Linked DNA regions of Hordeum vulgare: region 1 is linked to region 2. A link is a contact called in public Hi-C data. All regions are on one chromosome and are shown on one strand. Each heading gives the region's core, a stretch centred on a gene start, on an enhancer-like site or on the middle of the called end of the contact. The rest is flanking DNA. Distances are from core to core; before and after follow the strand shown. Region 1 holds the start of LOC123446367. Region 2 overlaps LOC123448495 (apoptotic chromatin condensation inducer in the nucleus).

The links. A called contact is a pair of places that touch in the nucleus more often than the background predicts.
Region 1: a Hi-C map of leaf shows a contact between it and region 2, with 4 times the contacts expected there. The contact joins the promoter of LOC123446367 here to the enhancer-like site in region 2. A contact is called at or near these places in 2 of 6 Hi-C or Micro-C datasets (leaf and seedling).

What each region holds. Positions count from the first base shown.
Region 1 is chr4H:261,065,951-261,069,471 of MorexV3_pseudomolecules_assembly, reverse strand. It overlaps LOC123446367, which reads right to left and starts at 2,217. Exons shown (of 1, transcript XM_045123002.1): 1 at 129-2,217. The coding sequence starts at 1,439. The coding sequence ends at 699.
Region 2 is chr4H:260,959,951-260,963,226 of MorexV3_pseudomolecules_assembly, reverse strand. It overlaps LOC123448495 (apoptotic chromatin condensation inducer in the nucleus), which reads right to left. Exons shown (of 6, transcript XM_045125408.1): 6 at 2,189-2,876. The coding sequence ends at 2,403. Among protein-coding and RNA genes, the nearest start is that of LOC123448495, 4.9 kb to the right of the region's middle. Within about 2 kb of position 1,461, at least 1 of the 3 cell types and tissues checked has open chromatin away from gene starts, as enhancers often do. A contact at or near this core is called in leaf, where this site is marked.

The sequences.
Region 1 (3,521 bases), core at 968-3,467, 110 kb before region 2:
GGCCTTTGGTATCGTAGGCGCTACTAGCTTCGTCTGCGGGGAGGAACAAATCGGGCCAAATGGCCAGCACCCGGGCCGAGACTAGCCGGCATCAGGTGAGCAGAAAAATAGCTGAAATGAATGCGGTGATGGCCTCCGAGTGTCGCTCAGGGTTTTTACTTTTACGCGCGGTGTGAGGATCCACGGACAGGAGGTCACATTGCTTTAGTGCAGACGAGGTTGTGGTTGTCGCTGACAACCGACGCGGCCTTCTGCGAGCGAAGCGCGCTGGCGCATCCACTGGGTGTGGCCGCCGAGCCTACGGCGGTCGATGGCTATGGCAGTCCGTCGGTCCCGACGGCCGAACGTCAGAGCGGATGGGCGATCAGGTCGGCCCGATGTCAAAGTAGGTGGCCGGACTGGCCACGCGGCGACGCGGGCGGGCCAATCGGCCAAGCAGCGACGTTGACGGGAAGGCGCATGTGGCCTTCTTCTTCCTTCTTGCTAGCTTCATTTTCTAGTGTTCTCTCGATTGGTTTTTTTGTCATCTTTGACTTTTCTTTGTCCAGTCGGCCCTCTTTCTTTTGCCAAAGCAGGTCGGGGCCGCGTGGGGCAGCAGTCGTCATAGTTACCCAGCAGCTCGGACGCGGGAGGCCAGCTGGCGCACCGAGACGGTGGACAGGACGCACCGCAGCCGGCGCGGGCGCGCGGGAGGCCGGCTAGAGCGGCGCGTGGAGGGAGGCGCCGAGGCCAGGAGACGGCGCAGGGCCGAAGCGGAGCAGCACGAGGGGCCTGTCGGGGCTGGTGCACGTAGTGCGAGCACGGCAGCCGCCGCGGAGGTGGACCAAGCCGGCGCAGCCACGCCGCCTTGAAGGTCGAGAGGGCGCAGCGTTGCAGAAGCCCGGACGACCGAGCCGCGGGGCTGAGCCATGGTTGATGGGGCGACGACAGAGCAGCCGCGGGTTGCCGGCTGCGGGCTGAGCAGGCGGCACGGCGTGAGCGTGGCACCCTGGTGCGGATGCGGCAGCCGGCCAGCGCGAGAGGCGGCGCAAACTCATGCGAACACATTGGAGCGGCCGGACGTGTGTGTCGCGGCTGGAGGCGCGGCCGGCCGCGGAGCTGCAACCGGCACCAGGGCATGCGAGGTGGAACCTGCCAGGCCAGCAGACCGTCGGGCCAGAGGCGGGGAGGCGCAAGCAGAGCCGGTGCGACGCGGAGCAATGAGAAGCGGCACGGCTGGAGGCGCAGTCGGCAACGGAGCTACAACCGGCACCGGTGCGCGCGGGGTGCAGCCGGCCAGGCCAACCGACTTGCGGGCATAGACGGAGCAGTCGTTCGGGCACGCGTGGGAGGAGCATGTGTATAAAGTAGAGAACGGGCTTCCGGGAGTCTGCTCGAGCGACGGCGCCCGCCGCCAGCGCGAGCACGAGGGCCATCACCGGTGCCAACGCAAGGAGCATGATGGCCTGGGTGAAGCGAGCGAGACTGACGGCATGGACGTGAGCGGTCGCCCTGGGGCTGTGTCAATGTTGATCCCTCGAGCGTTGTCGCCTGAACGACAGCGGCAACGTGGTGGTGATAAAGAAGGGGGCGAGGCCGGCGACGAGGACACGCAGCTTTGCACAGTCGCCTCCGGGGCGTGTCGATGTCGATGTCGGACCCCCCAGCGCTACCGGAGAGATGACAGTGAAGCAACGGTGATGACGACGAAAAGGGTCCCGCCCGGACCGCAGTTCGAGCAGCAGCATGCCCCACGATGGGCGCCAACTGTCGTGGTATTTCCGGGACAAATTCCATGGGGTGTCTTAGAGAGGTGAGAGCAAGGCCACTGTGGAGATTCGAAACGGGTTGGACAACAACATGCGGTGGTTTACCCAGGTTCGGGGCGCTCGCATGGACTTAATACCCCTACTCCTGCATGTGTGGTGTATGTGGAGAATATATAGTTGTACATGATGCTCCTCGAGCTGTCTGGAGGAAGAAGAAGGAGGCTAGGAGCTCTCCTCCTCTCCTGGAGAGTGGTGAATGAGAGAATGGGGGAGCCTGGGAGGATCCTCCCCGTGTGTGTGTGTGTGCCCGTCTGGGGGTCTCCCTGTGGGCTGGCTCCCTGGGTCACCTTATAAAGGGGTGCCCAGAAGACAGGGGCCCATGGGGCCTAACTTTTATTGTTGGACATGATGGGTGAGGGGCCCACCTGGCCTAACTTCACTGCTCGAGGTGACCGTGTGTAGTGATACAAACTGGACTGCCGGGACGCAGATGCACGTTGCACCGTCCTCCCGTCCTGTTTGATGGGACGTTGGAGTTGTCCTCATTGGGCTCCACAAGGACAGGTTTTCAGTCAGATAGTCTCCAGCCGGACAGGTTTCTAGCCGGGCAGGCTCTAATAGGTCGTGCTCCCGTCGGCCAAGTTCCAGCCAGCCGGGTTCCAACCGGCCGGGCTCCAGCCAGTCAGGTTCCAGTCGGCCGCGTTCCAACCGGCCAGGTTCCAGCCAGCTGGTCTTTTGTCTTTACTTCTTTGACTGTCTTTGTTGATTCGTGGGGTATGGCATATCGAGGACAACTCCCCCTATGTTTTTTGAAATGTTGTATCGTCTTCTTTAGCCTACCCGGGGTCATCCCCCCGACACACTTGTTATCCTTCGGTGTCCCCGAGAAGCCAAAAGTTAGAACTTTTTCAGTAGTTTGTAGAACCGAGTTTTTACATTGGTTTCACCGAGTCGGGTAATAATGTTGTAACGGTTGGATTCTCGGATATGGCTATAAAGACCACCCCACTCCCTCTCTTTCGTGGTGAGAGCCGTGAGAATATTTTCACACTTCCACCATTCATTTTTTGAGAGAGAATCACCTACTCATGTGTTGAGATCAAGATATTCCAATCAGCCATATGAATCCTGATTTCTAGCCTCCCCAAGTTGCTTTCCACCCATTGACTTTAATAGTGATGAGGATGACTTGCGAGGAGATAATGATTTGCTCTTTGATAAAACTAGTGATGTTAGTCAAAGTGAACTTGCTAATAATCATGTTAGTCAAGATGAACCATTGGTGATGCTAAGAAGGATGTGGAGCGCTTAACTAAAGAACAAAACACTCTTAAGTTGGCTCATGAATCTACTCAAGAAGATCATAGAGAGCTTCTAAGAACTCATGAGAAGCTACGCTTCGAGAAGCTAAGTTTGGACAAGATCATGAGTTTCTTAGAGCTATCAATGACGATCCTCGAAAGAAAAGTTATTATTATATTGCCAAACAATTAGTCTTCTCTACCTTTATGCCTCAAGTTAAATCTGAGAAAACTAGTAACAAATGCAAGAAAGGTTCTTCATCTAGTAGCAACAAGAAAAATTCTAGTTCTAAAGATGTTGTTTCTAGTAGCTCTGTTGATTCCACTAATTCCAACAAGAGAAGTATGTTCCTACTCTCTATAAGGGAACACAAGATCAATATGATCTTCCACCACAAGACCATAAACTCAATGACAAGGACAAGCTTCAAGAGAAGACTAACTCATTTGAATACATACATCAAGCCATGGT
Region 2 (3,276 bases), core at 212-2,711:
GACTATTGAATTATGTATTATCTCAGGTATGATGGGGCTAGTTATATGATGGGAAACGCTTGTTGCCGGCCTGCCAGCCAAACGATTGCGTCGGTCTCATGCCAATCAATTGATCGTGATTTGATCTCAGGCCCACACGTCACTATGCACACACGTTTTTCTAGTCCACCCACTACTCCAGCCCGTCAAACATAATCCTGTTCTCCACATTGTCTTCTCCATCATGTCGAGGGTGTTCTCTCCCTCGTCTTCTCCATGGTTGCGCTCCCCCCACCCTCCTCCTCGTCATGGCCAGCGAGCCTCCTCCCCATCTCCCCTTCCCACTTCAGCCACAGCGGCACACACGAACTCCCCTAGAGACACCGTGAGTTTGTCTTGATCACCCCCGAGACGCGCACAACGATTGTCGTACTATAAGAGGCACTGGATTGGTCCGCGATCACGTGAGCCGCAACGTCACGCACCCACCCCCAATGCTACAACGTGCACCCGAAGACGGTGCTACAACCAGTATCAGTTGGAGTTGGTGATGGCGACCACAAGTATTGTAACTTCGGTGCTACAACCAGTATCAGTTGGAGTTGGTGATGGCGACCACAAGTATTGTAACTTGCAACCGGCAATGTTGGAGCGTGGTGTTACCGATACGATGAGTAGTCAAGGTTGATGCAATCGACACGTGAGAAAGCTTCAACTGCCGAGAAAAAAGCTTAAGGCCTTGTTTGATACTGGTGTTTTTAAGAAGATTGGTGGGGATAATCCCCGAAGGGATTGGGTGAAACTTGAGGTTTCACCCAATCCCTTCGAATCCCTATTTATCCTCAATACACTAGGTAGGGGTAGTGTATTGGGTATTGAAAAAAATACACTATAATTTAAGGATTTAGGGAAAAATGTTGGGATGAAACATGTCAAATACACTAGAACCAAATGGTGTTATGGGATGTGGGGGGATTGAGGGGTTTGACCGGGATAATCCCCACAAATTTCCTAAAATACACTAGTACCAAACAAGGCCTAAGGCGGAGGGACAACGGAAGCTAGAAGCAGCACAATAGAAGTTGTAGCCGGTGAGAAAGCTACAAGCGTTGATGGAAATAGCTTCTACTGGCGACAAACACAAGGTTTCAACCAGAGGCGATATAAGCTACGACCAACGTGAAAAGTTGTAACCGGCTACGGCAAAGGTGTAACCCGCGTCTAGAAAGCTTCGACCGACACGGTACCATGGTGCCAGAGGTGACGCCGGTGAGAGTGAGACGATGCACAATGCTGCTGCGACGAGTCGGCGAAGAAGCTACCACCAGACGACGAGAAGCTGCAACCCCAAACGATAACCGAGCAACAAGCACGAGTGATGACCAACCAACAAGCACGAGAGGCCGCCGACGAACGCAACGGTATGAGAGGTCAGCGAACGTGGGGCGCGGGTGGCCGACAGGCGCGGGAAGCCAAGGACGAGCGCATGCGGCCAGTGAGTGTGAAGTCCAGCTTGTGCATGCGCGACTCCACCGTGTTCTATCCTTCTCATATTTGACTTTTTCAGGGCGAGGCCGAGCTGACTGTTATAAAGTTTGCATCCGATAGCGCAGGCGATTTTTATCCAACACATGTGCGGTCGATCGACCCGCCCGTGGCGTTGGCCTAATATGATGGAAGAGTAGAATGGTTTGCAAGCAGTGGCTGATCCACCATCGCTCCGGCAAACCTCGGTTTCTGGTCCGTCACTGTTTGCAAGCTCTTTCTCTTGAGAATGCCCATTGATATGATCGTTCCTTGCAACTTGCCCTAGCTAGTTGCGACATCCGTCGAAGGAACTGGTCCTGTTGCTCAACTTTTTCAGACTCCTGCTGCTCTAAACATCGTCAGCTCCTTTACAAAGCGCCATCATGAGCTTCATGATGCCCTCAACACCAAACACAACTTTAATAACACAAGGGCAGAACTGGCCATGGAATGCACAAACTCAGGCAAATCAAATTTTCTTGTGTGAAAAACGCTGCATCACATTTTCGTGTATTATAGAGCAAAGAAAAAAATCTTTTGTGCTTAGTGGCCTGCATGAATTTTATTTTTCAGGAAACCTCGGGCGAAGGCGGCAAGAGGGTCAGCCGCACAGCACCGTATAACCCACGGGACAGCACGGCACCTAAAACAGGTGAAAGAAGACCTGAGCAGAAGGCAAATGTAACACGAATAAGCATTCTCCTGAATGTTTATTCACTAAACCAGTAGAGTTCCAGGATGTTCTAACTAAAACCAGTATCTCTGCAATCCGAAACAACTTCAGGTCAGAGGACATACAATCATCTTTTAAAAAAAAAAGCAGATGACATTATACAATCTTAAAGGAGATAAAACCAGTCTTTGCAGAAAATACATGTTCCTGAAGCATGAGGGCACTAATTTGCTTTGCCCTGTGCAGCAAGCCTCGCTGACACCTCCTCATCTGATAAAGGCAAATAGTAAATCCTTGGAGAGGACTGTGTCTTCCTGAAGAGATCATCAAGTGTCACAACAGGAGGTTCTGCCTTCTTTGGGGTGGGTGGGAGCTTCTCCCTTGCAGATCCTGCTGGATCAGATGTAGGAGGCTTCACAAGGGGTGCTGGAGGCGGTAGTTGCTCCCTTGGTGTAGCAGCAGCTTGGCAAGGCACACTTTGATTCGCCTGACCTTGCTGAAAAGGAGCCTCCCTTGGTGTAGTAGCGGGGCTAATAGGAACTGCCGCTGCTGTTGCTGCTGGGGCAGGGGGTTCAAGCTTGAGTTTCACTTCCTGGGGATCAACAAATTCAGCTAACAGATAATTGCCATTGTTCGGGGGCCACTGCAGGTTGTAAACAGCATCACGAGTAGCTGTAGCTTCCTCCACGGACGAGAACTGCAAACAAGACATGAAGTAAAGTCAGTGCAACAATATTTACAATACCCAGCATCATCACAATGAATGCTTTTCAGTTAAGAATAATCTAGTACGACTGATACATCCTTTAAGAACCACATCTACCCCAAACTAAAATCGAGTTAGTCAACAAGTCATTAATAGAAAGTAGCAACAGTTATCATACTTTGCTGATTATCAAGATTATCCATTATATACACAATTAGCTTGAAAAAAAATGGAAAAATGATTTCACTGTAAGCATGATCAGAACGCATTTAGAAAATACTGGTCTGTGAGTTTTTTAGTTTGGTTACATAAGGCTACAAGTCTGCTGTATTGAACCTTACAAAAAATAATCCTTGGCAAAAGGGAAGGTCAAGTCAGAAAATATTATATC